Linked DNA regions of Mus musculus: all the other regions are linked to region 1. Evidence: chromatin contacts called from public HiChIP or PLAC-seq and promoter capture Hi-C data. All regions are on one chromosome and are shown on one strand. The core of a region is the stretch at or near the end of the contact, and the rest is flanking DNA. Distances in the headings are between cores, read along the strand shown. Region 1 holds the start of Rbmxl1 (RNA binding motif protein, X-linked like-1). Region 2 holds the start of Abce1 (ATP-binding cassette, sub-family E (OABP), member 1). Region 3 overlaps Otud4 (OTU domain containing 4). Region 4 has its middle 27 kb from the start of Otud4.

What was found. Promoter capture Hi-C pulls out the DNA fragments that hold promoters and counts their contacts. HiChIP or PLAC-seq counts read pairs in DNA pulled down with a chosen protein or histone mark.
Region 2: a promoter capture Hi-C map of liver shows a contact between it and region 1, with 5 times the contacts expected there. The contact joins the promoter of Abce1 here to the promoter of Rbmxl1 in region 1. A contact is called at or near these places in 7 of 39 promoter capture datasets (the 3T3-L1 cell line, the C10 cell line, cranial neural crest and 2 more), 2 of 484 Hi-C or Micro-C datasets (B cells and muscle stem cells), 1 of 115 datasets of contacts at active chromatin or transcription factors (extraembryonic endoderm stem cells) and 1 of 9 other capture datasets (liver).
Region 3: a contact with region 1 is called in a promoter capture Hi-C map of liver, with 5 times the contacts expected there. The contact joins the enhancer-like site here to the promoter of Rbmxl1 in region 1. A contact is called at or near these places in 6 of 39 promoter capture datasets (the 3T3-L1 cell line, the C10 cell line, liver and 2 more), 1 of 484 Hi-C or Micro-C datasets (CD4 T cells), 1 of 115 datasets of contacts at active chromatin or transcription factors (astrocytes) and 2 of 9 other capture datasets (adipose tissue and liver).
Region 4: an H3K4me3 HiChIP or PLAC-seq map of pro-B cells shows a contact between it and region 1, with 8 times the contacts expected there. The contact joins the enhancer-like site here to the promoter of Rbmxl1 in region 1. A contact is called at or near these places in 7 of 39 promoter capture datasets (the 3T3-L1 cell line, the C10 cell line, the HPC-7 cell line and 3 more), 3 of 115 datasets of contacts at active chromatin or transcription factors (astrocytes, large pre-B cells and pro-B cells) and 1 of 9 other capture datasets (embryonic stem cells).

The regions. Positions count from the first base shown.
Region 1 is chr8:78,505,836-78,512,834 of GRCm38.p6, forward strand. Rbmxl1 (RNA binding motif protein, X-linked like-1) reads right to left here and starts at 3,093. Exons shown (of 2, transcript NM_001252089.1): 1 at 2,964-3,093; 2 at 1-982. The coding sequence starts at 877. Slc10a7 (solute carrier family 10 (sodium/bile acid cotransporter family), member 7) reads left to right here and starts at 3,493. Exons shown (of 12, transcript NM_029736.2): 1 at 3,493-3,839. The coding sequence starts at 3,740.
Region 2 is chr8:79,707,340-79,714,338 of GRCm38.p6, forward strand. It overlaps Abce1 (ATP-binding cassette, sub-family E (OABP), member 1), which reads right to left and starts at 4,401. Exons shown (of 18, transcript NM_015751.2): 1 at 4,204-4,401; 2 at 1,084-1,213. The coding sequence starts at 1,186. Anapc10 (anaphase promoting complex subunit 10) reads left to right here and starts at 4,424. Exons shown (of 5, transcript NM_001357234.1): 1 at 4,424-4,505; 2 at 5,814-5,940. The coding sequence starts at 5,826.
Region 3 is chr8:79,650,649-79,657,647 of GRCm38.p6, forward strand. It overlaps Otud4 (OTU domain containing 4), which reads left to right. Exons shown (of 21, transcript NM_001256033.1): 4 at 358-404; 5 at 1,024-1,096; 6 at 2,715-2,796; 7 at 5,012-5,144. Among named protein-coding and RNA genes, the nearest start is that of Gm51579, 14 kb to the left of the region's middle. Within about 2 kb of position 3,318, at least 8 of the 459 cell types and tissues checked have an H3K27ac peak or open chromatin away from gene starts, as enhancers often do. A contact at or near this core is called in liver, where this site is marked.
Region 4 is chr8:79,609,510-79,616,508 of GRCm38.p6, forward strand. No RefSeq gene overlaps it. Among named protein-coding and RNA genes, the nearest start is that of Otud4, 27 kb to the right of the region's middle. Within about 2 kb of position 3,667, at least 50 of the 459 cell types and tissues checked have an H3K27ac peak or open chromatin away from gene starts, as enhancers often do. A contact at or near this core is called in the HPC-7 cell line and pro-B cells, where this site is marked.

The sequences.
Region 1 (6,999 bases), core at 1,843-4,342:
GGGGTGCACTGCGTGAGTTTCCATAACTCTCATATGAATCTCTGTAGGAACCTCCACTTGGATGATCTGAATAGTCACGATCCCGACCATATCCATCTCTATCACCGTAGCCTCTTGATGGATAGTCATCACGGGAACTGGAATGACTGTAATCACGGTAAGTATAATCTCTTGGTGGCGGTGCATAATCTCTGGTGTCTCGGGAGCTTGGGTAATCTCTGCTTGAATAGCTATCTTTTGTAGAATATCCATCATCTCTTGGGGACAAATAAACATCTCTGCGAGATGGCAGGGGTTCCCTTCGTGGTGGACCCCCGTAGCTATCTCTTCCACGGGACACTGGTGTTCTTCCGCCCATTCCACTGCTGCTTCGAACTGGTCCGGAAGGTGTTGATCTTTTAGGAGGGGGACCCCCGCTTCGTGGTGGTGGTCCTCTCTTTACTGGAAGTGGTCCCCTGGAAGAACTCATGTTAAAGTTCATGGAATAACCACCATCATCCATGTATCCTCCACGTGAAGGGGGTCCCCTAGTTCCTCCACTTCCTCCTCGAAGACCTCTGGGAGGGCCCCTGCTTCTTGGAGGTGGAGGTGGTCCACGCCTGCCACTTTCAAAAGATGGTTTGGTAGCTTGCTCCACCTTGATGGCTTTTCCATCCAAGGACTTTCCATTCATATCTCTAGCTGCATCTTTAGCATCTGCTGGGCTTTCGAAGGTAACAAAAGCAAATCCTCTTGATTTGTTGGTTTCCCGGTCTTTCATCAAAAGTATTTCCACTATTCGTCCATACTTGCCAAATACTGCTTCAAGGGCTTTCTCATTTGTTTCTGTATTAAGCCCACCAATGAAGAGCTTTCCTGGGCGATCTGCTTCAACCATCTTGCCTTCCAGCTGAGAGTCGGAGGGGACGTGAAGGTCTCAAGCTCCTCCTACAAGCTCGCCAAATCGGCCTTCCAAGTAGCTCACCGGTGACAGCTGCTGGGTCTCAGAACAGAACAGAAAAGCCACTAGGACTACTGCACACGAGCACCTGTGAATATTATTGTATTAGTTTCCTCAGGCTGCTGTAACAATGCATTGCGAAAGGGCTGGGGGTGGGAGGTGTGTTATAAAACATTGATTTTCTTACAGTTCAGGAAGTCACGAAGTATGAAGGTAAGTTTCTATCAGAAGCCTTAACAAAAATCTGTACCATGACTCCCTCCTAGCTTCCAGTGGTTGTCAGTAATTCTTAGACTACTTTGGCTTATAGATATCTCAATCTAGTTCCTCTCTCCACCCTACGTGGTGCTTACACTCCACCTGCACACCTTTGTATGACATTCAGAAGAACTGCAGCTTTTCATACCTATCAACATCTGATTTCTACAAGTCACCTTCTGAGGTCATGGGAAAACGTGTCTTTTACAGGGGATGGTACTCCAGTTAAGTTGGAGAAAGGATATAGGCTCATAAACTTAATCTAAATGAATATGACCCATTATTCTGGACTATCTGGTTAGGCTTTAAATCCAAGGACAAGTATCTTTTAAAGATACACACAGAAAAAAGGTAATGAATGCTCAAGGATGCAGAGAGCAGCCACTTGAAACATATGGAGGGAGATGTGATGCCTAACCAGGTCGAGACTGGAGCATCAGAACCTAAATCAAGGAAGCCAGGGAATATTAACAGCCACAAGAAGCTGGAAAGAGCCTTTAGAACACATGGCCCTCCAATATCTCCATTTTGGATTTCCTTATTCTGCAACAGTAAAACAACATGTCTATTGTCTGAGTATAGCTAACTCGGGGAGGGGACTATTTGTTATAGCAGCCCTAGCAAACTAATACAGTCCTTGACAATACAATTCACAAAACTACGGTTAAAATATTCTATGAATTAAGATTTTGTTCTAAACAGGTCAAAATCTCTAGAAAGACTCTGTGAGCAGCCTTACTTAAGCAGCACTATCTGTGATGACCTTTTGAGTATTCGATGACTGAGGCAGATTTTTTTTTCCTTTTGAACCAAGCAAAATTACTGAAGAAAATTATGTTATAAATTTTACTTCCTAGAACTCCACTTACCTTGTGACTGTCTTATAATAAGCCTTTATCACATTTCATGTACTTCTTTTGCCTGGTAAATTGTTTAATGTCTCCCTATTAAGTTCTTTTTATCTTGAGATTAGCTTTTCTTCATGCTGCCTGATGCGTAATTACCGAGCAGTGGGGGCTGTGCAACTGAGAACTGATAGCACAACTGCTTAAAGCAGCTTAGTTTTTGGATAGCGAGTCATGTCAGCAAGATAAAGTTAAATAGAGCAAATTGCACGCCGAGTCTCTTTCAAGCTTTGAATGCATTCAGAATGAAAGTCTGGTACAATCCCTTTCGAACGTTACGTTCCATAGTAAACTATTCAAGTAGCTGATACCAGGCTGCTTCAAAATGTCCCACAATACTTTGTTCCTTTCTTTCTTTGGGTGCATAAAGAGGAAGGGTTGATGCTCGGAAGACCATTCGTGAAACTATGTCATAGATTCGCCAAAATGCAATGCAAGAAACCGAGGGTTGGGGGAGGGGGCGGACATCAGACCCTCCACCCTGGATCTGGCCCTCACTGCTTTTGTTCTGAGTTCCTGGCCCCCTCTCAGTTGTCCTGTTGCTTTAGTGGTTCGGGGTCAGGCAAAGGCCCGCACCACGCGGCCTCCGGAATCGCCCGCCCACGCGCGGCACACGGGTGGGGAGGAGCCTGGGTCGCTCTCTCACCGCCCCCCAGGGAAGATTTGCCCCATCCCGGCCGTCCTCCCCACTCCCGAGGCGGGTTTTGGCCGCGGAGGCGGTCGGGCAGAAAGGCCCGGGCAGGCCACCGACCTGGCGGGAAGGCCCAGCCCGCCTTCCCCGCCTTCCCGCCGCCGCCGCTGCGGGAAGGCGGGGGGCCTGCCGTCCCGGACGTCTGCTCGGCCACCGATTTTCAACCTACCCACGGGGCTAACGCTTCCCTAACTAGGAAGCCGCTTTCCCGCGCCGGTCGCCACACGCGTCTGCCGCCGCCGCTCCCGCCGAGAACCAGAGGCCGCGAATGGCTTCCCCTCCCCCCGCGCAACGTCAACGCGACGTCGGTCGTCGCCGTAATGTCTCGAGTATACGCGCATAGACATAGCAGGCATTGGCGCGCGCAGCCGCCGCCACGGCGCAGCCCGGTACCGGCCCAGCGCACGCCGCGGGTCTCTCGGGCTCAGGGCAGAGTGAGAGACGCTCTCTGCAAGGCATGTCTCGGGGCTCGGGCCGCCGTCAATATAGCTTTACTGCAGCGACACCCATGATGAGGCTGGGCGTCTGGGGCGCCTCATCCCTCTCTCCCACTGCGGGCCTCCCCAAGCTTGGCCGTGTATGCACGGCGGCGGGTCCTGTTAGTGCAGCCCGTGACTCGTCTCACTTGCGTGCTCCTGGTGTGCCTCCGTTTTACGTCCCCTGCGCCCTGGTCCTCGGCGGGTGGGCGCGTCTATTCTGAGGTGCGTGGTAGTGATGGCGGCGCTCAGCGAGGCTTTCCTGTCACTGGGTACTACTACTCCCAGCCCGCCTCGGAGCCGCCCGAGCCACCCCTCGGTCTTTAGTTTACGAGTGGCAATTTGACTTGCTCTGCTGCATGTCTGGAGGGATCGAGGAAAGTGTGGAGACGCCCCGGGGATTTAGGGATCGCAGTTTGGAAAGCAAGCCAGCCAAACAAATAAACAAAACCCACCCGCCCTAACAAATATGAGGCTGCTGGAGAGGGCGAGGAAAGAATGGTTCATGGTCGGGATAGTGGTGGCGATCGGCGCCGCTAAGCTCGAGCCGTCGGTCGGAGTGAACGGGGGTAAGTGCCGCACCTCCGCCGGCTGCAGCGCGCCGGCTCCCACTTCTGAACTCGTCGGCGAGTCCCCGGGAGGAGCGGCCGCCCTGGCTGCGGCACAGCCCTCTGTCTCGCAGCGGGAGAGAGGGGGGCTTTTAGCAGGTTCTTCTCACTTGCTAGCCCAGGAGGGAATTAGGAATGGGGCAGGGGAGTGGGAGTGCAGGTTGCCTTTTCTGCGGGCAATCAATGACTTCTGCTCAGTGCCGGAGTGAGGGTACAGAAACTGAAAGTTACTCCTCTCGTTCTTAGTAGCATCCCATCCCAAGGGACTATAGGTTGCCAGGAGTTCTTTATCTATCCTGGAATAGACCTCATTATCCAGTCTATTTCCGACTCCTCCCTTTTGCCGCCCCCCCCCCCCAAAAAAAAGTCTGTTGGAGAGAAAGGGGTTTGGGGGAGATTATTGGCGGGAGCGGCGGATAGGAGAAAAAGGAAAAAAGGATACCCTTGCTCCAAACTTCAATTTTTAGTGTGCCTTAGTTGCTGACTAAAACTCCCAATTGTACTGACACGTTGCACTCTTTCCTTACGGGACACTACTTCCGTGTGCTGCTGGGCTGCCGTTACTACAGCAGCCGTCCAACAGTTGCAGACTGTGTTAGACTATGCACACTGTATGTTTTGGCAGGGAAGTGTGGATGGGTTAAAACCTCCGCTCCAATCTCTGAATAGTAGGAGCTTTGTAATGTGACCTGTGGACACTGGTGGGAACATGGGACGTGTCACTGGCGTTTTATACCCTCTCCCCCACCTTCAGACAACCTTGTTCTGCTTTTCATAGATATTAATTGAGTTTCTTCAGTTCATATGTTTTTGACCTCATGAGTTAGGTTCCAGGTTTATTGGCAGATCGAATATATCAACCATGCAATGGACCCAAATAAGGACAGAAGAACACACAGTCTTTCCCAAGTAGGAGGTGCCCATGTAGATATTTGAAATTTTACCTTGTTATTAAAACCTTACAGAAGTGAATGGATGATCTCTCTGAATAGTGTTTTTTCTTTCCCCAGCCCTAATTTCTCCATTTAGAGTAACTTCTGGAATCGTTTGGATTGAATTATTTAAACAGTGATTTCGATAGGAAAGCTTTCTATATTTAATTTTTTCCCCTTTAAATTTAACATATTTTAAAATTTAAATGCAACATAGAGTATGTATAGTTACCAGTTAGTTTTAGAAACAACCTTTCTGTGAGCCTTTGGGAAACTGTTAAGTTGGGATTTTGAGTTCAGTCAAATGAAGGGGGAATCTCTTGTTCCTGGAGCTGGGAGAAGTGACATGCTCCTGTCTTTGAGGCTACTTACGATGCTCCACTGTACTGGTTACAGTGAGGCTAGATCTCTGCTCAGCATTGAGATGGAGTTCCTGCTGACGTGTGTGGCCTATAGCCCCGCATGTCTGGGTTTGCCAAATGCCTTTTCCCTTGCCTTCCCCAGTGCTGAGTGGACAGGAAGGTTGCTGATGGTGAATCAGTTCCCTAGAGTTTCTTGTTCTGGCAGATACAAGATGGACTCTGTGAGCTCAGTTGTTCCCTTGGATTCTGCTTATTGAACTTTTTTACACTATTGTGTCTTAGAAATACTGTTTCATTTTCCAACAATCCTTATGGTAGTATTATAGGCTTTTTTTTTCTTCGTGGGGGTGGTGCACAGCTTTAATCTCAGCACCAGGAGGCAGATCTCTGAGTTCAAGGCCAGCCTGGTCTACAGAGGACAGCCAGGGCTACACAGAGAAACTCTGTCTGGAAACCCCCAAACAAATAAATCAATAAGCAAACAAGTAAATAAATAAAAATCTAAGAAGTAGGAGCAGGATAAATATTTCCAGCTAGAAGTAACTTATAAAATAATTTAAATCAGCATGCCACTTTATGTTTTGGTTAGATTATTGGGGTATGAACACAGGGTCTTGGCATACACATGTTAAGCACATGTTCTACCTATAACCACACCCCCATCCCACCCCAACCCCCAGTGCTGGTTTTGTAGATGTTGAGGCCTGACCACATCAGAGGTTAGTTAGGGAACAATGGAAACCAGGGCTTTCTCTTTTATAATAACAGTGACAAATACCTATAATAACAGTTTTGGTAAAAACAGAGAGAGAGAAAGAGAGAGAGAGAGATCACTATAAAGAGATAAAAGGCTCTGGAATAAAAACATTTCTATACTCTAATTAGCTAAATATTAGACAACAACTCTTCCTGTGTTTCTTCTAGGGCTCTTCCTGTATAAAAATTACTTGTCTTTAAGAAGAGTCAAATGACTGGAATTTTCTGTGTAGGTTGTTAGGTTGGTTGAGAGCTTTATATTCTGTGACCATTTCAACTGGTGGTCTGACCTGTAAAGCCTGTTCAATAAAAACAAAACTCAAAACAATCTCGAGCCACACTTTCAGCACACCCCTAAACAACAACAACTGAAGATTTAGAGTAGAAGGGTCACTGCAAATATTTCTCTCATGTACTTCTTATAGTCCCCTAAAGCGCTTCTTGAAGTTACTGCATGATGGAAAGGTGATTTAATTTTGTTTTTGTTTTATTGAGACAGGGTCTCTCTAGACCCCTGGCTGACCTGGAACTTGCTGTATAGACCAAACTGGCCTCAACTCAAGAGAGATATGCCTGCTTCAGCCTCCCAAGTGCTGAGATTAGAGGGAGTTGTGTGCCACCACACCTGGCTGGAAATGTGATTTTAAGATGTTTAATCAATTAATTAATTTTGTGTGTGTGTGTGTGTGTGTGTGGTGCATATGGAGGTGGGAGAACAACTTGTAGGAATCAGTTCTCTCCTATGTGGGTTCTGTGGATTGACAAGCACCTATACCCGCAAAACCCATCTTGTCAGGCCAGGAATGCTAATTTTTAAATGCATACACAGTAATAGACGCTCCTACACGTTCTTTTATTTTATTTAATTTAGTTAATTTATTTATTTAATTATTTTCGAACAGTGTCTCATTTAATTTAGCTCTGGCTGCCCTGGGACTTGTTGTGTAGCCCAGGCTAGCCCCAAACTCATAGAGATACACCTGCCTCTGACTCCTAAATGCTGGGATTAAAAATATGCATCTCTATGCCTAGCCTCTGCCCTTTTACTTTTTATTTATTTTTAATTTTTTT
Region 2 (6,999 bases), core at 3,151-5,650, 1.2 Mb after region 1:
CCTTTATCTTTTAGAATACTTTTAAGATCGCCATTTAGAAAGTACCCCTTTCAAAGTCTCACACAAAAGTTTCAATGATAATGATTTAAATCAGAGTTTGGTAGGACAGATTCTGAATTAAATATCCAGGTTTATCAACTATGTATTCTTATCAAGCAATAAACAAATGGCCAATGTATTTTGTCCAATACCAGTAAAAATATGGTAAACCCCGAAACAACATTATGAGTAAGCTGACTGGCTTCAGTTTGGTTTTGGTGCTTTGGATGCAACTGGAGCTATGCATTCACTAGCTGCCTTATAAAAGAAATCATGTCACCAGGCAGTGGTGGCACATGCCTTTGATCCCAGCACTTGGGAGGCAGAGGCCAGCCTGCTCTACAGAGTTAGTTCCAGGACAGCCAGGGCTACTTGAAAAAAACCAACACCCCCCTCCCAAAGAAAGCATGTCTTAGCAATGAAAGGCACACCATAGAAAGGAATAAATTATTTCAGTGAGGTAAATGAAACCATAAAAAGCTATGCTTTTTTCTAGTACACAGACAAAATTCAGTACAGTATTTGAGACATTAATGACTGAATTTCTGAAAACCATGGGAGATACTAACAGATAATACCTACAGGTTCTCTTCCGACTTGGTAAGTCTAGAAGGTCACTACTACGGGGCAGCAGTCATGTAACATAACACTGAAGACGGTCAACAACTTGTCACCTCTGAATTGTTACATTTACTCCATCCTGAAAACCTAGCAATACCCCACAAAATGTCTGTCTTAAAACAACATCTAATGGAAGGACCCTGGCAATCCTTCCCCTTGACTCACCTATCTGCAGGACTGCAAGGAGTACAGTGAACTTTGGCTTGACTTTTTACAATCTTAACAATTACATTCTATAATTCCTTTCAAAAGGATAATTTAAAATCAATAAAAGTTTAGAATTCTAAATTTCTCACTTTTGTAGCTCAAAGAAACCACCAGTGATTAACTATCACAGTATCTGCTAAGCCCCTAGGAAGCTTCCAAACCCATCTGCTCTTCTACAGCTGCTTTCTACTCTTGGATGCCGACAGAGCCACTTACCCATCCGAACCACAGGGCAACTCTTTTTGCACTCCTGTCGACATTTCTTAGGTTTGCATTTGTCGTGGTTGACAATAGCAATTCTTGTTAATTTGTCTGCCATAATTGTAACAAAGAATATCCAGTTCTTCTATTAAAGAAAAACAAACAAAATTATAGCAAATTCTGTAATATTGAGAAATAATTTATGGGTATAAAAGGAGGACACATCATATGGAGTTCCTATGTTCATTTGGAAAATTAAAGAAAAATTAGAAACAGAAAAATAATCTATTTAGTTTGGAAAACAAAATTTTACACAGCGAAGTTAGATTATAAAACAGGTGCCACTTAAAATACCACAAAAAATTCCTAGAAAGATACTTAATGTATACACAGAAAAAAAAAAAACCTCAAAAACACTAAGTCACAAAAGACCTAATCAAATAACGTATGTTATCTCAGTTTTTATAATAAAAAGTTAATATCAAAGAAATTTAATTCTCTGTAATTTATATAAACAATTAAATCTCTTGGGTAAAAATAAACTATATATACCAAAGCTCTTTTTGGAAAAAATAATCAGGAATATTAAAACAGCAAGAATGGAAAATACATGACAGATTAAAAAATTATATGAGGCCTCAATGATTAATACTGATACCATTGTATGAATATAAATCTATAAACCAAATTATATATGAACACACCCACACCAAAATCATGAATTCATTTTCTTTTATCTTTCCGAGACAGGGTTTCTCTGTGTAGCCTTGGCTGTCCTGGAACTCACTTTGTAGACCAGGCTGGCCTTGAACTCAGAAATCTGCCTGCCTCAGCCTCCCAAGTGCTGGGATTAAAGGCGTGCACCGCCACTGCCCAGCCATGAACTTATTTTCTTATCCAACCGACTATAATGACTACTACTGATGGAAAGTGGGAAATGCTTATTAGAGTTATGAGCATCATGCTACAGCCCAGGTTTTTATGTAGTAGCAATGTTGTATACATACTTACTATGTCTTAAAGACTTTTCTATATAACGCCTATAGAGAATTAAGATCAGATCAAATTTACAATCTTTATAATATTTGGTTTAGTGTATTTACATTAACTCCCTCATGTGACTAAAGGGATTAAGTTCTAACAGTGCCTTCATAGTCTAGTTTATCTCTAAATCTGAAGAAAAAGCCAAAAGCCAACACTATCCATCGGCAAAGATACTATGCTGACTTTATCTGTGACCCACAACTTACTTAGCCATTCGTATGATTAGACTTGGAGGGACAGAAGCAATCTTGCTCCTCACTGTTGTCCTACACTATTTCCTCTTCCTCCCTAAGAACACTCTTAGACCTCAAGGTTTCCATCATTTACAGACTACCAGACTACTTCATTTCAAACTGGTAAATGCTCTACTTTGTTTTGGTAGAGGTGAGCAAAGCTATAGTAATGAAAAACAAACCAAATCAACAAAAACTAAAACCTTAACTGTTGTGCTGACAAAGTCATTTCTTTAAAAACTGATACAGGTCTCCTAAGTTTAACTTAGAAATTAAATGATTTTACTTTACCTCTAAAGCTTACTTAAAACCCCAAACCAACCATGTACTCGTCAAAGAAATTGACTATTTTAGCAAACAAACTAATAAACCATGCATTCCAATACAAATAAAAAATGCTTTTCTACAAAGTACCCAGTAAATGAAAGTATTTTCAGAGAATAAATCTTTCACTATGATAAGAGCCTATAATAAGTAATATTTATAGGGAACAGAAATATACTAGAGGTGGCTAATTAAATTGATTTAAATAATAAAATAAATTATTTTACATTTAAGAAAAAGAAATATAGATTCTTTGGATAACGGTTACATAGGTAAACATAATTTGTGCAACCTCCCGATTTCCAAGAATTATGGAAATGGAGTTAGTTCCCTTCTTTCCAATAGAAAGACACCTGAAGAGGAATTATTACAGGAAAAACTTTTAGGAATACAAAAAGATCTGAAAACACTTAGAATGTTTTTCTGAAACATATTTTTGTCTTTGTTGTTTCATTTATAGAGGTGAGCTAAGCAGTGCTATGAAAAGATAAAACCTTAAATACATTTTGGTTCAAAAATATTTAAGCTTTTTGATTATAGTGAATACATTATCAACTGACAGACACAGGGTGACTACTTTCAGCATACAGGACCATAGGCTACAATACAAATGTTACTCTAACTCCGTAGTTTGTAGTCCCTTGGAAGAAAGGGCAAAGCAATAAAAGCTTTTTGACAGCTATTCCTTAGTTACCATTTTTACCATCAAAATAGAGAAAATACTTATGTAGCTCTTGAGGTTCAGAAATTCACCTTTGACCATCATTTATTTGCAACACATACTAAATACCTACAATGTATTAAGCCTAGAAAGGATATTTAAAGGCATTTTGAAGACAGCATCCCTGATGTCAAGAAGCCGAAGAGGTAATAAACAAGAGATTAAGTCACTAATGGGAAGAGGACAGGGTGCTACAAAGTGCTTCTCGGAAGTCCTAAAGACAGGCACTCAACTCGGAAACTCACTTGGTCTACTAACCGCAGTCCCAACTGAGAACACGTCGCTCTATGAGAAAGATAGAACGTTTGCCTATCATTTCCATAAAGTCTGGGACTGGACTAGGAGCACTGGACTTCATGGCGGCAAGATGCTATGAGTCAGTCCACAATTATTAAAAAAAAAAAAAAAGGATTACTTCTTACAACCAAATGCCAACATAGCCGTCTGACTGTGAGGGGAAGCTTGGGGGATCTGCTGGGTGCGGAGCGTCCTCCACAGAAGGGTTAGCTTGAGGGTGGGAGCGGGGGTGGGGGGAAGGGGCAGTGGAGGGTGGCGAGCAGAGGCTATGGCATCTGCGACCGTTCTCGTGGCAGCGGGCCGTGTCTGGAATACAGACGCCCTGAGGCCGGGATGGCCGAACGGACGCGCGCGGAACGCTCCGGCGTCCCAGATGTGCAGCTGGAGCCGGTTGCCACGCGCTACGGTCTCCGCTACTGAGGCCTAACTTACAGGCGTTCCGACTGTGTCCCTAAGAGTCTTCCCAAGGTGGCAGCCGGCCGCCTAACACCAAACCTCTCCCGCGAATTCTCGTACCTGGAGACAGCGGGCCCCTTACAGCGGGGCGTGCAGTAGCCAAAGCAGCGCTAGCCGTCAGGTCTTAGCACACAGCGTGTTCTTACCGCCACCGGCAAAGATGGCGGTGCACAGCCGCCGCCTCGCGCAAGGCATGAGGGCATAGTGCGCGTGCGCGACAGAGCGCAGAGTCGGCGCCCTGGAGGGAGTGATGACGTTGGTGACGTCATTGCGCCGCGACGCCAATGAACTGAGGGAGCCTAGAATCGTCGAGCCGCAGTGGGAGTGGCGGGGGCCTGAGAACCGGAATTGTGGCGAATCAGGTGTGTAAGACAGCGGCTCTCCCTCGGTTTAGAGAACTGTGTGCTAGCGGGCGCAGGTAGAGCCCTTCTCCCTAGTCTCGGCGGCGTTAGGCTTGCTGTCTCCTCAGGCTTTGTGGGCCTTGCTAATCCGGTAAGACGGAGGTGGTAGGCAGGATCCCAAGTCTAATTCTCAGCTCCTTCAGTATTACTGTTTAAGGCCAGGAACCCATTTCTTCCCTAGCGTTTTGTCTCATCTACTTGGCTGTTCTTTGAATTTTGTTCCCGTGTCGAGATGGGCCGCCCCTCTCCCCCTACATCTCCAATGGCATGGTATTCATGTTTTAACGGAATGTATGTCTCTGTGATTATGTAAATTATAAATTATTATTGTTTGTGCGGTGGTTATAAGGATAGTTTGGAATCCAAAGGGACGTGTCAAGGTGGTGGTCTATAGTTATGTTAGCCTTGTAGCAGAACTTTATGGAATTTATTATAAGTATAATTTACAATAGTGTAAAGTAGCCATAAAAGTCACCGAAACAATTTAACATGGTTTTCACTCTCCAAGAAGTTTTTTTTTCATACTTTTCATAGATTTACTAGGATTAACAAAAGGTAAGGAGGATGAAGGAAATATGAGTGATTATTTTGCCATTGAAATTTTACTTTATTTTTTTTTTTTGATATATTTCTGTAGACAGAGTATTGATAGCTTATTTCTTTGCCGTCAGTGAAATTAGCCAGTTTAAGCCAGATTAGAGTATATTAAATGCAGGTTTATTGGGAAGCTGATCTTAGATGGGCGAGTTCACTAGCCCCAAGGACGAAGGCCAGGGAAATCTCCATGGGGAAGCGGGGGGGGGGGGGGGGGGTAGGAAAGAGAGAAGGGGTTGAGTGCACGCAGAGAAAGAAGTGGAAAACAGGAAGAGAGACCAAAACGTCTGGTTTATATAGGGAGAAACCTCTGGGGGAAGGGCAGCCCAGCCCTTGGGCTGGAAAGTTCAAGGTTCCAGGCAGGATATCCAGATAGGGACTGAGGGATGCTGGGAGAACCTGGAAGCCAGGTCCTGCTTTGGTATTTAAAATATGCATCTCATTCCCTGGTCCCGGGTCTGAAACCAAACAGGTATCTCTGTGTAGTCCTGGAGCTCACTGTGGTCGACCAGGTTGACCTGGAACTCAGATTCTTGTGCTTCTGCAGCCTTTGCCTCCCTGAGTACTAGGATTACAGATATGTGCCACAACGCTGGGCACTGAAATTCTGTTTTTATATTTTTGCAGAAGGATTGTCATGGCATGGTAGAATGTATATTGCTTGTCTCTCTATAGAATAATTTAAAAATGACCACACCGAACAAGACACCTCCTGGTGCTGATCCTAAGCAGTTGGAGAGGACAGCAACAGTCAGGGAAATTGGGTCTCAGGCTGTTTGGTCACTCTCTTCCTGCAAACCAGGTAAGCAAAACAAAACCCCAGACTATGATAATCATTATTTACAATCAATCTTCTCTTCTCTTCTCTTCTCTTCTCTTCTCTTCTCTTCTCTTCTCTGAGACATGGTTTCTCTGTGTAGCCCTGGCTATCCTGGAACTTGCTCTGTATACCAGGTTGGCCTTAAATTCAGAACCTCTGCCTCTCGAGTGCCGGGATTAAAGGATAGCCTACTTAGAGTTTTCTTCTGCACTAGACTACCTTTAATGTACTTTTTGTGCAGATACTTCAATTTTAATGAACTGAGTTTTCATTTATTGCATATTTTTATCCAGCTACATTACTAATATCAATAAGATGTCTAGTATTTAGTATTAGATTTAACTTTTTCATAAGATCCTCTCCCATCTCTGGTATTATGTAGTTGTTATTTAATACACATTTGGTGCTTGCTGTCCTTTCTGGAAGCATCTAAGAGTTTTCTTGGAGTCTATGTCTTTTGCTAGGATGTGTCATGGTAGGTTATATGTGTAGTTTTTTCCCATTTACCTAACCTATAATTTGATAGGCATTTTTTTGTAATAATTTTAAAAAGATTAGTGTAAAATTAATTTCAAAGCAGCAACTGAAATATTAAAATGGCAAATTTTGAGACCTCAAACATGAGAAACACATGAGTACAATGTAGGAGAACCTGAAAAGCAAACTGTACTTAAGCCTATAAACATTCAGACTGTGTGAAATGCTACCATTGTAGAGTCCTGATGACAACAGGGTCACAGTAGCAGCAGGCAGGTGTGACGCTGCCTTTGGCCAAAGTACCATTCTAGCTATATTAGGTCATCCAGTCTTTACAGCAGCCTTAGCAAAGGCTAAGCTGCCCCCCACCTCCACTGCCCCAGTTAACTTTGCAAAGTTTTTTTTTATTATTTAAAAAATTGTTTAAATTTTAATATATTTTGATCATATTCTTCCCTTCTCCCAATTCCTAACCTTTCCTCTCCCCCAGTTCCCATCCAACTTCTTTCTCAAAATAAACAAAAAAACTATACAACAAAACCTTCTCAAAACCAAAAACCTAAA
Region 3 (6,999 bases), core at 2,068-4,567, 1.1 Mb after region 1:
ACAGTTGATAGCTGCCTTGTTTGTCCTGGGAACCAAAACTTAGGTCCTTTGTAACAGCAACAAGATGGCCTATCTGTTAAGCCATCTCTCTAACTCTGTTCTTAATAATAATATACTAGTGGTATACTAATACAAAGGGTGTTTATGGCTGGACAGTGGTGGTGCATGCTTTTAATTCTAGCACACAGAAGGTAGAAGCAGACTGATCTGTGAGTTCAAGGCCAGCATGGTCTACAGAGTGAGTATCAGGAAAGCCAAAGCTATACAGTGAAACCCTGTCTTGGAAAAAAAAATGTGCATGATGTATATTGTAAAAAGTGAGATACTTACATGCCAACTTTTCTTTCCTCAATACAGGAATGGGTAGGACAAGTGGAAATAAGTGCCCTTTCACTTATGTACAGGTAAACTGTAGAATACTTAAGTAAAACAATAAAATAAAATAACTGGAAAGTTAATATATTACGTTCTACTAAAAATTTTTAAAACTTCAAAGGTGTTTTATATCTTAATTGTCAAAGACTTTCCCTAAGGTTTTTAGTCTGTTTATTTAATTGCATCAGTTGGAATTTGATGGCTAGATAGCACTGTTTAAATGTTTGAATTCCTGAGGGATTTTTGAAAAAGGCACAGAAAATACTAGACTATGTCCTAAAAACTATTGTTTATCAGCTTCATAGAGAAAGGGCTTATTCTTGGGGCCAGTGACACTGACTGGCCCAGGAACAGAGTTCAGGTGCTGGTCTACAGCTTCTTTGAGAGCAAGCCCTCCCTTTTAGAATTGTCTTTGAAGTTATTCATGTTGTAGAGCTTACATATAAATTCTTTTGAAATTTTAATTTTTAGGAAACTTAACTTCTGGTATTTTATAGTGCAGTTATTTCATTTTCTTTTTTCTTTTTTTCTTTTTTTTTTTTTTTATGCTTACCAGTGCCTAGAACATTGCCTTATATATAGATAAATGATTAACTTCAATTCATGAAATATATTCTTTTAAAAGTAATATCTGAGTTTTATTTTCAGGAAAGATTTTGTAATATATCAGGAGCCAAATGTTTCTCCTTCACATGTAACTGAAAATAATTTTCCTGAGAAGGTAAGAGTTTTTTGAAGTATTAAAAAGTACTTAAGTAGAATAGCTGCTTAGTTGCTACTGTGACTAGGGTCCTAAGCTGTGCTTTTGAATTTAAATGACTCTTAAAATAGTGCTATATGAAAGTTAGGGTATTATTTCTTCAAGTTGGTTAATCGTGTCGTTTAAAAAACCACTATGCCTATATGACCAAGATTATTACTGTTTGATCATGACATTAGGTAGTTAAGCAGCTTGTGAAAGTCCGGACAGATCCTGCTGTTTGTTTTCCCTTTGTAATTTTAGTAGTTTAGTAGCAATGGTGTCACTGCACCACCTGCTCATAAAGTAGAGGAAGCAGTGGAAAAGTTTTAGGAAGCCTAGAAAAACAAGCTGATTCGCTGTAAGAGAATTTTACTTTATCGGAATCAGACAGGCCGAGGTGAAGGCCAGACACTGCTGCTTTTATGAAGGGGCCGAATGAGTAAAATGCTACTGTTTAAGGATGAGGAGGGTGTGGGGCATGGGGAGGGGTGTACGTGTTAATGGAGCGTTGCTTTTGATCTGACCTTTTCAACTACAGTTTTGGGGTTTTGGCACATTTTATTTAGTAAATGTACATTTCTTTGTGTTGTAGAAAATACTTAAAACTGACAATTAGGAAAAGCAATTGTTGATTCTGTCTCATAGAAGTTAGCATTAATATTGTTTTAGAGCACTTTCTTTCCTTTCTCCCATTCCTTTCCACTTCCCCTTTTCCTTTCTTCTCTCCCTTATTTATCACTTCCCTCCTCTTTCTCTTTTTTCCTCTTCCTCTCCTTTTCCTTCCCCTCTTTCCAAAGTCCCACTGAATCCAAAATCTTAATTGTCCCGCTTTAGCTTCTTGTGTGCTAAAGGCATTTATCACTGAACTTGACTTGGAATGATTTCTTATAATTTTTTAACTATTTTTTAAAAAGATTGATTTGTTTGTTTATATTTACGTGTGTGTTTATTTGCATTAGTGTACAGATGCTCAGAGGCCACAAGTGTCAGCTGGAGCTGCAGTTATAGGTGGTTGTGAGCTGCCAGATGTGGGTGTTGGGAGACAAATCTGGGTCTCTGTAAGAGTAGTAAGTGCTCTTAACCACTTAACACCTTAACTTTCTTGTTCTTTTAAGTAGTTGAGAACATATTGATGTCTGGTGTTTATTTTAGGTTTTTGATATGGTCTCTATATAGATTGGCTTTTGCCTTGTGATTCTCCTGCTTCAGCCTCCCTAAATGCTGGGATTACAGATGTTTGCAATCACTTATGACTTCTTACTGTTTTTTTGTGGTTCTGTAAACATATTCAGAATGGGCATTCGGGGTCTAATCTGTAACTGGAGACGTGGGCACAGGAGGGTCAGGAGTTTGGAGGCCCAGTGTCCACTAGAGAGTGAGTTTGAGGCCAGACTGTCTCAAAAAACAACAGACTTGGCTGTGACAGTGCTACCTGGCTCTTCAGCATACTGTGGGGGACTAGTCTGACAACATTGGAGCTGTGTTATTTCTGAAATACGATTTTGAGAATGTGCATTATTATTCAGAGGCTTTGAAGACAGTTTGCTTTGTGAATGTTAAATGTGATTGACTGAAATGTTGCTTACTTTCCCTTCAGGTGTTACTGTGTTTTTCAAATGGAAATCATTATGACATTGTCTATCCCATAACATATAAAGATAGTTCTGCTATGTGTCAGTGTAAGTATCATCTTGTCTTCATATAGGAATTAGAGCCTAAGCCTCATAGCCTTAGTAAGGATTTATGTTCTTTTTCCAAGTTGTTAATGTATAGCTTTAAAAAAATGCAAGTGATTGAGTAAATGCTTCATTTGATTGTATTATCACTGGCACTATTGAGATTGGGGGCCAGATGCTTCCGTTGGGTGCTTCCCTGTGCATTGTAGGATGCTTAGTACCACAGTAGCTTCTACCCAGTAGATGTCGGTAATATTTGTTACCTCATTGTGAAATCTAGTTTCTACAGGTTTTTCCAATATTTGCTGGTTGGCTAAATTCCCCTCCCCTCCACACAAGAATGCTGGTTAAGGAGGAGAGAAATGGCCCCTCCTGCTTTAAACTCCCTTTTTTTCTCATATGAGTAGTAGTGTTGCACATGTAATTGCTTGTTTTCTTTTTTTCCTTTCTGTTTTTTGAGGCCGTTTCACTTACGTAACCTAGACTGTCCCGGAATGTCCTATGTAGATCAGACTGACCTTGAACTGAGAACCACTTGCCTCTGCCTCCCAAGTACTCCAAGTACCACCACGTTTGACTGTTTTCTCTAGTCTTAAGTGATCAGTAAAAGTAAGAGAAGTAAATGTTTTAAAAGTATAAGCCATGTTTTTGAGGTGGAAATATTGAGCTATCTTTTGGGCTGTGTCTCCCCATTCTTGCTAGTCAGAGTCAGGACATTTCAGCCTTTGTAGCTTGCCTTCCCTGTACTGCCTGTGGGTGAGTCTGGGGTTCGATCTCCTCTTACTAGGAATCTAGGAGCAGTACATGGTTTGTGGAGATTGATTAGACTCTGGGCACGGGTTCTTAGTGCGCTTAGTTTCAGGAAGTTTATTGTAGTAAATGAGTTTTACAGCTCACCTGTTTTTGAGTTTTTAGTATAAAAATTTCCCTGTCCCATTTATTTATTTATTTATTTCCTTTTAGTTTTTTGAGACAGGGTTTTCCTGTGCAGCTCTGGAACTTGCTCTGTAGACCAAATTGGCCTCTAACTCAGAAATCTACCTTCCTCTGCCTCCTGAGTGCTGGGACAAAAACTGTGTGCTACCACTGCCTGGCTTTTAGAACTTATTTTTTAATGAGCAAATCTAAATATTCTTTCCTTTATAGATGACTTAGACTATATTATCTGTGAGTGTGCATATTAGGCTTGTATGTGTGGGTATGTATGTGCATATAGAAGCCAGAGGCCAGCCTTCGTTCTTGTTTTTCTTTCCCCTTTCTGTGTTATGTGTGCATATGTGTAAATGTTGAGGGTAGACAGTAAGTGATACGACTTGAGGTCAACATTGGATGTTCTTGGTGGCTTTCCAGCTTACATTTGAGAGGATGGCTCACTGAACCTTGGCCAGAGGTCACTTCTTAAAGCTAGACTGTCTGACCAGCAACTGCTAGAGCTCCTTCTGCCTCTACCTTCTTGGTGCTAGGATCATAAGTAAGCACTTGGTGTCACACCTGCCTTTTCTGTAGGAGTGCTGGGGACTCCAACCCATAATGTTTATATACCAAGCACTTACCAATTGAGCCATCTTCAAACCCCTAAGAATCTATGTTGTAAGTCTCTTTTTAGCTCATTATGTAAAGGTAAAGCATGAGATTGGATTATGGTGAGCAAAGTTCCTTGTGACTTATAGAAACTTGATGAGTACTTGACCTAATGTTCCAGTATCCGGGAGAGCTAAGGCAAGAAACCCAAGCCTTCTGCCTTGTCAGCTAGTGCATTCTAATTCTGCAACTCTCTTTTCTGCAAACCTAATGAAGCTTTAGTTTTTCCATCCAAAACCTTTGGGTTAGGCCTCTTGTGTGACATACCAAAGCTGGGATACTAAAAATACAGTACTTCATGTGCTGAGATCAAACGTGAGAACACAGCAAAGCTTTAATGTTTGTAAATCAAGTAGTGCTCACTAAAGTTTTTCACTTTCCCTGATGTGTTTGCTTCACAGATTTGATACTCTTTGTGTTTTAAAAATGTAATTTTAAGCGGTATTTTGAACTGTATATACCACGGACAAAGGTTCCTGCTGCTTTCTAGGTATCTTTGAGAGTAAATGGTGCTGTTGGCTGTAAGGGTTTGTATATACACCTACTAAACATTTCAGAAGCCTGGGTGGTGCTGTCAAATTTCTCCTGTTTCCAAAACATGCCTCTAACGTTGCATACTGTGCTTCTTTAATTACAGCTCTCCTTTATGAGTTGCTGTATGAGAAGGTATTCAAAACTGATGTTAGTAAAATCATGATGGGACTAGAAGCCTCTGAGGTGGCTGAGGAGAGCAACAGTGAGATATCAGACTCTGAGGACGACAGCTGCAAGTAAGAGCACATCTCAGTCCTAAAGTGTCTTTCTAGTGTCATCCAGGGAAACATTTTCGTGTGTTAAGGTGTGCATCCGTAAAGCATTTATCTGCAGGAGAGGTTCTTTGTTGCTGCCATGAATTTGACCTAGTGCTATAATGGTTTTGCCTTTCAAAATTGTTTTTAGTTAATGAGAATTTATATGTATGTAATCGATAAACACGTAGACTAGATTTGATCTGTGTGTACATTGTAAAACTGTAAAGTTACCTTGTTTTCACATCCAGTGATGAAGTGCGGTTGCTTTGGTCTTCGGGACCTTTTCATAGTTTCCTTCCTTTGCTTCTGCCACCTCTTTTAGAATAAGGAGTGCTTCACTGTGGAGTTGTCACGAAGACTCTCAGCCCTGGATATACAGGCATACTTTTGGACATCCAAGCATGTTTTTAGTATGTTTTTTTTGCTAATTAGATATATTAGGGACATATTATTTAAATTTTCTAAAGAAGCCTCAGTCTCTGTAGCATAGAGTGAGGGTGTTTAAGTATTTCCTAAAAGAAACAGTATGATATTTATGTGAGAGCATGTCAGGTAAATATAGTTTCATTATATATTACGTATTAAGTTATGATGTTATGCCTGCATATAACATTATTTATCAACATTAAGTTTATCATTTATGAGCATCATCTATTAGATTCCTGTTGAAGCTGAAAGTATATTGTCATATGAGAACATGGTAGCACATGCTACATTAGGGGAGGAGGTTCCCCTTGAATTTTAGCTCTTACAATCAGGTTTTTTAAATGTATATGTGTCTCTGTTGATTTGAAGTGCAGGACCCCTCCCCTGTTTTCTGTGGTGGAGAGCAAATTCAGAGTTGTATGCGTTGTTACGCATGCTAGGCAAAGCACTGTTACCACTGGGCTGCACTCTCTTGTAGTTCCATGCTTGTTTTTAATTTTTTAGGGTTTTTTTTTGACAGAAATATTTAAATTATGAATTTATGTGTGAATGTGTGCAGACAGTTTGAGGCCGAGATGACTTGTTGCTGGAGTTATCGGTTCTTGTGAGCCTCCTGAGTAGGTCCTGGGAACTGAACTTGGATTTTCTGCAGGAGCAGTATGGAATCATAAGACCACTGTACCATCTCTGTGCTCCTCCTTTTCGCCCCTTTCTTTCTGAGGCAGGGTCTAGGTATTCCTGGATCTTACTGTGTAGCTAAGAATGACTTTCTCTCCTAATTAGCTGATTGTCTTCCCCTCCCAAGTGTTTATGGTTACAGGTGCATGTCATCATGCTTGCTTTCTAGGAATTTGTTGAATTACAATTTTCTGATTTGGACTGAGGATCTGACCATTATTTATGCTTCTACAGTGTTTGTTGTTGTGAATTTTGTCCTAATATGTGTTGATTAATTATGCACAAATAGAAATTGCCTCTCTTCTTTCCAGATACATGACCTGATCCAGATGTCAGGGGGTGGCTAAGTTATTTTAATTTGCTACCCACACTGTGTTTTGAATGCTGTAGATGTTTGTCCTATTATAGAAACAAATCCAGGGTATGACTCTGGACACAGGACTGGTAAGCCGGAGACACTTACCTGACGGGAGCAGATAGTGGTAGGAAGAGTGTGTTACTGTGCTTGGCTTCTCTTTTACACTGACCTTGAAATGTAGCTTACCTTTTACTGTAATAAAATTGCTTTAGCTGAATAGCCCAAAGATTGAGTACTTGCTCAGCATGTGGGAAGTCCCACGTCTGAGTCTGCCGTATTGGAAGGAGGGGGTAAAAAAGAAAGATGCAACAAACCCTTTTTTGTCACATAATTTTTAAGAGAGGACAAACACTGAATAACCGTTTCAAGATA
Region 4 (6,999 bases), core at 2,417-4,916, 1.1 Mb after region 1:
GAGAGAGAAAAAAAATGGCAAAACCCCGTCCCTTTTAAGGAGAATTATCCTCCGCCTAGGACGTATTACTCCCTGATTGGCTGCAGCCCATCGGCCCAGTTGTCATCACGGGAAAGGCAGAACACATGGCGGGAAAACTGCCCCTGCACGTGTGCAGATTATGTTTACCACTTAGAACACAGCTGTCAGCGCCATCTTGTAATGGCAAATGTGAGGGCGGCTCCCAACAGTTAGGTAAGATATTAAATAGAACCTAATTTGATGCTGAAGACCAGCAAGTTTCTGGTTCAAAGTAACTTGCATTTGTGTGTATACTGGAGCCAATTGCCAATTTGTTGTGGCGGTCCCTGCAAATGCTTTGGCTGTCAGAGTATCGATCCATGTGAGGAAAGAAGGAAATCCAATTCAGCATGACTTAGTTATTGGGTGTTGGCTCAAACTTCTAGAGTCCAAAACCAGGCAGGCAGTTCTTTTAGACATATTTTCAGGCACATTTAAGTGCAGCCCAATTTGGGGGTAAAGTTTCCTGGTAACATTATCTCAATCCCATATGTACAATAAGCTTAAGGCATGACTGTGCCAATACTCTGTTGCAGAGTACATGTAACCTCTCCCATTCTATAGTTTAAGGTCCTAAAATCTGGTGTGGTCTCCATCATCCAGATAGTTAGAGGTCGCCAGGCTACAAAGTACACGTAACATCTCCCCTAAAGACGGTGCTATTGACTGAGAAGCAAAGCTAGAGATCAAGGTCTAGGGAGAGAGAGTCTGGAATAAACATAATAGTCTGGGGGATTTGGTTGTGGTTTGGTCCCACAAATAGCACAGATCACCAGGCTATTAATAATATCTGCTCCCAGCCTTCTGGGTAGAAAACAGGTAAACACATCTCTTCTGTTGATGATACAAGTCTGAGTACTTAACATTCCTGCTTTCCCCTGTGCCCTCTACAAATTGTAATATGGAGTGAGTCACCCAGGGCAGGGCACAGCCTGAAGTCCCTGTTTGATTCAATATGAAGTACCTTAGAGCAGGGTGCAGCCCCATGTCCAGAGCAGACTTTTATTATATTTTATTTTGTTTTAATAGCACATGTACATGACTCAAAATTCTAAAATACTAAGAAGCATACAGTAAAACATGAACAATGAAAGAAGCCCCTCTCAGCCTTAAACAGCTGTTGTACTCTTCCATTATTCCACACGAGGTAAACTGTGAGCACTGGACAGGGAATCCTTCCATGGATACAGTGCACATCACCCTATACTTCTGCTTTCACTATGGACACAGCATTCCTTATACATCAAAACAGCCGCAGTATTGCATATTTTATTTAATCTTATTAATAGAAATTGGACTGGGTGGTGGTGGCCTGCCTTTAATCCTGGCACTGAGGAGGCAGAGCCAGGTGGGTCTCTGAGTTCGAGGCCAGCCTGGTCTACAAAGAGAGTTCCAGGACAGCCAGGGCTACACAGAAAAAAATGCTGTCTCTAAGAAAAAGGAAAAGAAGGAAGGGAGGGAGGGAGGGAGGGAGGGAGGAAGGAAGGAAGGAAGGAAGGAAGGAAGGAAGGAAGATAGTTTGAATGAGAATGGCCTCCATAAGCTTAAATATTTGAGTGTTTGGTTGGTCCCTGGTTGGTAGACTCTTTAGGATTAGGAAGTGTGGCCTTGAAGGAGCAGTATCACTGAGGGTGATTTTGGAGGTTTCAAAAGTCCACACAAGGCTCACGTGTTGTCTGTCTGTCTGTCTGTCTGTCTGTCTCTGTCTCTCTGCCTGCTTCCTGTGGCTAAGATGTAAGCTCTCGGTTACTGCTTTAGCACCATGCATGCCTGCTGGCTGGCCATGCTTTCTGTCGTGATGATAATAGACTGACCCTCTGAAGCCATAAGCAAGACCCAACTAAGTGCTTCCTTTTATAAGTTACCTTGGTAACGGTGTCTCTTCACAGGAAGAGAAAGTAACTAAGACATGAGGCCAGCAGGATGATCCAGTAGATAAAGGGGCTCACCACCCATCCTGGTGTCCTAGCTTGTTTTTCTATTGCTATGATAAAGCACTGACCAATACCAACTTGATGCCAGAAAGTATTTATTTGGCTTAAAGGGTACAATTCATCATCCTGGGGAGCCAAGACAGGAAGGCAAGGCAAGGAGTGGAGTGGAGACACGGGAATGCCACGTACTAACTTGCTCCCCGTGTTTATCTGTCTTATATAGACCTGGCACACCTGCCTAGGAATGGTGCCACCCATAGTGGATTCAGTTCTCCTACACCAATTAACAATTAAGAGAACGCCCATAACCATTCCTATGGGCCCATCTGATAGAAGCAATTCCTCAGTTGATGTTGCCTCTCCCAAGATGTATCAAGATGACTACCATCAAGCTATCACACCTGAAAACCTGAGTTTGATCCTCAGAATGCACAAAGTGGAAGAAGAGAAGCAACCCTTGTGGATTGTCCTCTGACCTCCACACGTGTACCATGGCACATTGTACACACATAAACAAATAAACAAATAATGGTAAAAAAAATATTTAAAAACGTAAGGTTTCGCCATTACAAATAATATAACAACAAAATAACCCCATGTACACGTCACATAGTTTCTGTTTGTGTGCGAGTGGGTATTTGCTATACATTTCTATAGAATGAAGTCTGTGGGGGCGGAGTATAAACTCTAAAAAAAACTTGCCAAGTCATGTTTATCTGTAAGTTTGATGATGATTCATAAATTCTTCTCAACAGAAGCTAAACCATTTTATTCCTGAACAGACAATATGTCTGCACATTCCTTTCTGAAGGCACAGGAACTCTGAAGACTTGCGGCTCACTCAGCAAGTCCAAGAGTCCCTAAACGCATCTCAGCATCCTTGGAACTTCACATCATTTTTAGAGTGATGTGCTCCATGCAGAAAGAGACCTCAGAAAGGTTTCCTTTGGTCTCCATGACAACCCCTACTTACTTAGAAAGCCTCAAATTATTGTTCCTAGGTGGCAAGAGTAAAATCTCAGGATTAAAAGCCTTCCCACTCCACGTTTTAAATAGGAGAGAGTTCAGAAAACGCTGTGTAGGAAGAGAAGAAGAATTCTGCTCCAGGCACCCAGGGTCGCTCAGTTCAGGCGTGAGTGTGTGTTTGAGGTTTGTGTTCTGGTGTCTTGGAGGCTGCCTTCACTTAGTCCCTTTGTCCAAGAGACCCTAACTTGTTTTCCTTCCTGGCCAAATGCATAGAAGGTACAGGAAGGATCTGCTGTACTGGGAGTTAGGCTTCAATCATTAGCTTCTTCCTGAAGCACAGGACTTGGATTCTGGCATGACGCTTTGTATCTTAGGTGTGTTCTTACTGTTAATTGTTTTGTAATGGACTGTTTTCTGAAGACAAAAGAAATCTGTCTAGTGTGATTTTCTTTTTTATTTCACTAGTAATAAGAAAAAAGAAATCCAACCTACTGGAAAAGCTCACAAAGCCAAAGTAAGCAAATGTACACTCTTGGCTGTCATTACTCAAAGGCAGGCGTCTTAGTTACTTTTCTATTGCTGGATAAAACACCATGACGAGTCTATTTTAGGCTTATAGTTCCAGAAGGTTGGGGCCCCTGTGGCTGAGTGCAGGCACAGTGGCCGAAACAGCTGAGGCTTGAACGCTCACTTCTCCAACCACAAGTGGGAAGCAGAGAGAATGTACAGGACACGGCTCAAAGCCTGCCCCTGGTGACATCACTTCCTAAACCTACACAAACAGTGTCACCAACTGGGTACCTCTTATTCAGATACCCAGGAACATGAGTGACTTCTCATTTAAACTAACCATAAGAGGAGTCTGTGGCATGCAGTGTGTGTGTGTGTGTGTGTGTGTGTGTGTGTGTGTGTGTGTGTGTGCACTTGCACATATGTGTAAGGAAAGGTACACGTGTGTCACAGAGTGAATGAGGAGGTCAGAGGACAGCTTTGGGTACCAGTCTACCAGCCCTCACCTTCCAGCTTGACAAAGGATCTCTTTGTTGTTTTCTTCCAGCATGTATCAGGCCAGCTGATTTGTGAGCTTCTGGGATCCCTATCTCAAGTCTCCCCACAGGGGCATTGGGATTACAGACACTCATGCTGTGTATCCGGCTTTTATATGGTTTCTGGGATTCTACCTCAGGTCTTCAAGCATGCATGACTCTTAACCACCGAGTCATCTCTCCAGCCTGTAAAAGTCTCTACCATGTTCAGTAAGCTAAAGAAATGGTTCAGGAGGTAAGGGGCTTGCCTCACAAGCATGAAGACCTGAGTCTAGAATCCCAACACCCACATAAAAAGGCTAGCACAAGGTGTCTGCCTGTGTCCCCAGTGCTGGGGAAGTAACTCTAAGAGGATCCTTGAGGCTTGTTCACTAGCCAATCAGTAAGTTCCCAGTTCAGTGAGAGATCATGGCTCAAAAAAAAGAGAGATAGAAAATACCCAACATTGAACTCTGGCCTTCACACACACATGTGTATATGCACTCCCCAGCATGTACAGAGAGATAGAGAGAAAGAGAGACAGAGACAGAGGCAGAGGCAGAGAGAGACAGGGACAGAGAAACAGAGACAGAAAGAGAGAGAGAATGAGAGAGAAAGAGAGGTATATATGTATATGTGCACACACACACAAACATACACACACACATACACACATACACATATACCAGTTCCTGTGACTTGGAAATCCATATGTGAAAATACAAAAATCATTTCTTTAACATCAAGTGGGCTTTCAGATTCCCCAGCAGGCAACAAGGAGAGGGATGGGGACAAATGTGAAAGGTGTCTACAAATTATAGCCTTTAATGTCAAATGTACTGGGCAAAAACTAAGAACCCTGGTTGTATATGTGTGTCCATCTACAAGTGAACTGTGAGCCACATGATAGGAAAATATTGAAAACATAACAGTTCTAGGAGTTTAGATTTTCCCCCCAGTCACCCTCTTCCACATGGCTGATTCTAAACTCAAACTGGACATAGTGGTTTAGCTGATTGGGTCATATGGTTCTTCTCAGAATTGAAGCTTTGGTGTTTGGAAAGGTCTCAGATGTTGGGCTCAAGGGGGACAGATTGGAGAAGTAAGTTTATCAGAAGAGTTTATTAATGCCATGGGTGGGCAGGCAGACAGCTGGCGGGGGCTCTGAGGAGGAACCAGGCCTACCTGGCAGGGGTGGGGTCCCTTTTTATAATACTCCAAAAGGAAAGGTCGAAGCTTCACTGCTGAGACTGCACCTGGGCTTTCAGATTCCCCAACAGCCAACAAGGAGAGGAATGGGGACAAAAGTGAAGGCAGCTACAAACCTACTTCCTCAAACGAGAAGTCCAAGCCCCTGAAGGTCTGATAGCTGGGAATTCACAGAGGGCTCCTAGTCATCAAGATCTGTGACGGGGAGGGCTGCTGAAGGTGTTACAGCCTACGCGGCAGTGTGGTCTGGATTCTAAAGTATTCATTCTTCTTTTCCTCTTTTCCTTCCTTCTTTCTTTGATTTTTTTTCTTTGACAGGAACTCACTATGTAGCCCTGGCTGGCCTGGAACTCACTATGTACTATGTAGACCGAGATAGCCTCAAACCCGAGATCTCCCTGCTTCTCCCTTTTGCCTCCTGAGTGAGACTAAAAACACATCTGGTTCAAAACTTCATCTTTGAATTGTGGACAACTCAATAGTTTCTGCTAACAGCAAGAGGAAAAATAAGAACAAAGGGAGTCTGTTATGTGGTAATAGCTTCAATCCGTTATTTGCTGTGTTTGAAAACCAAAATTTGACTGATGTAAATTGTGTTTTTTACTTGTTATAACATTATGAGACACAACTCCGGAGACACTGGGTAGTCAGCATACCCACACATCTCTTCAAGGCTCTCCAGGAAATTCAAACTACAGCAAATAAGTTATTCACAACCTTAATAATCACTTTAATAAAACTAGTAATAGCCACTCTGTGGCCTTTAATACTGATGCCTGGAGGGCAGAGGCAGGCTGATCTCCATGGGTACAAAGCCTGTGTGGTTTACAGAGAGAGTTCCAGGACAGCCAAGGGGACACAGAGAAATCCTGTCTTACAAAGCAAAAACAAAGCAAAACAAAAACTACTAATAACTTCAGTGAACAGACTTTCGTGGATAATTGTTCAAAGTAGTTTAGAACAAAAGACTGTTGCAATAAACAAAACAACCTTTAAAAGGAACTTTGTTTTCTGATTGCTTCTGAGGCTGCTCCATAGGAGGGATTCATGCCTGGCAAAGCAAACCTGGCTTTGGAGCCTTAAGCAGAGAGGCCTCAGGTACTGGTGGGGAAAGCACTGGTACTGTTTTGCTAAATGGGCCTGGTGTCAAATTGCCCTCTAGGTATTTCTGTTTACATGCATAGATTAGTGCTGCTCTTTGCCCTGGCCGGAGAAGGTTCTGTGTGCAGAGAGCAGCAGTGAGTACAGAGACTCACAACTCATCTAAGTGCTGGGAAGAGCTGACTGCTGGGTGCGTAGGCCTGATGGGACATCTATACTAACCCTCCAGGGCTCAGAGCACATCACGGAAGAGGAGACAAAAGGAATGTAAGAGGTGGAGAGGAGGGAAGTGTGCTCTGAAATGCCCTTTCCTGGCTCTTCTGGACACAGCATGACCATGGTGCTGGTGAACTCACAGCATGCGAGGTTACCTGCACAAGATCCATGACATCACAGATGACGAAGGTGCTCTTTAGGCCCCAACCCTCAGGGAGACTAATTGGCAGTTAATGTTTGCTTTTTTCAGTGGTGTAAACACAGGTAAATTGTCAACCTGACCGTAAATAACCTTTAACCCCTGTTGGTGCAAGCAAGCATAATTAAACTCAGCAGGTCACACAAACATACACACACAGACACATACAGAGACACAGACACACACACACACAAGAGTAAACTTTTATAGTTCAGCAGGAGAGAGAGATGAAAGGCTAATGGGGCTGAATAGAATCAGAAGACATTAGAATGGGGTACTGTGGGAGCCC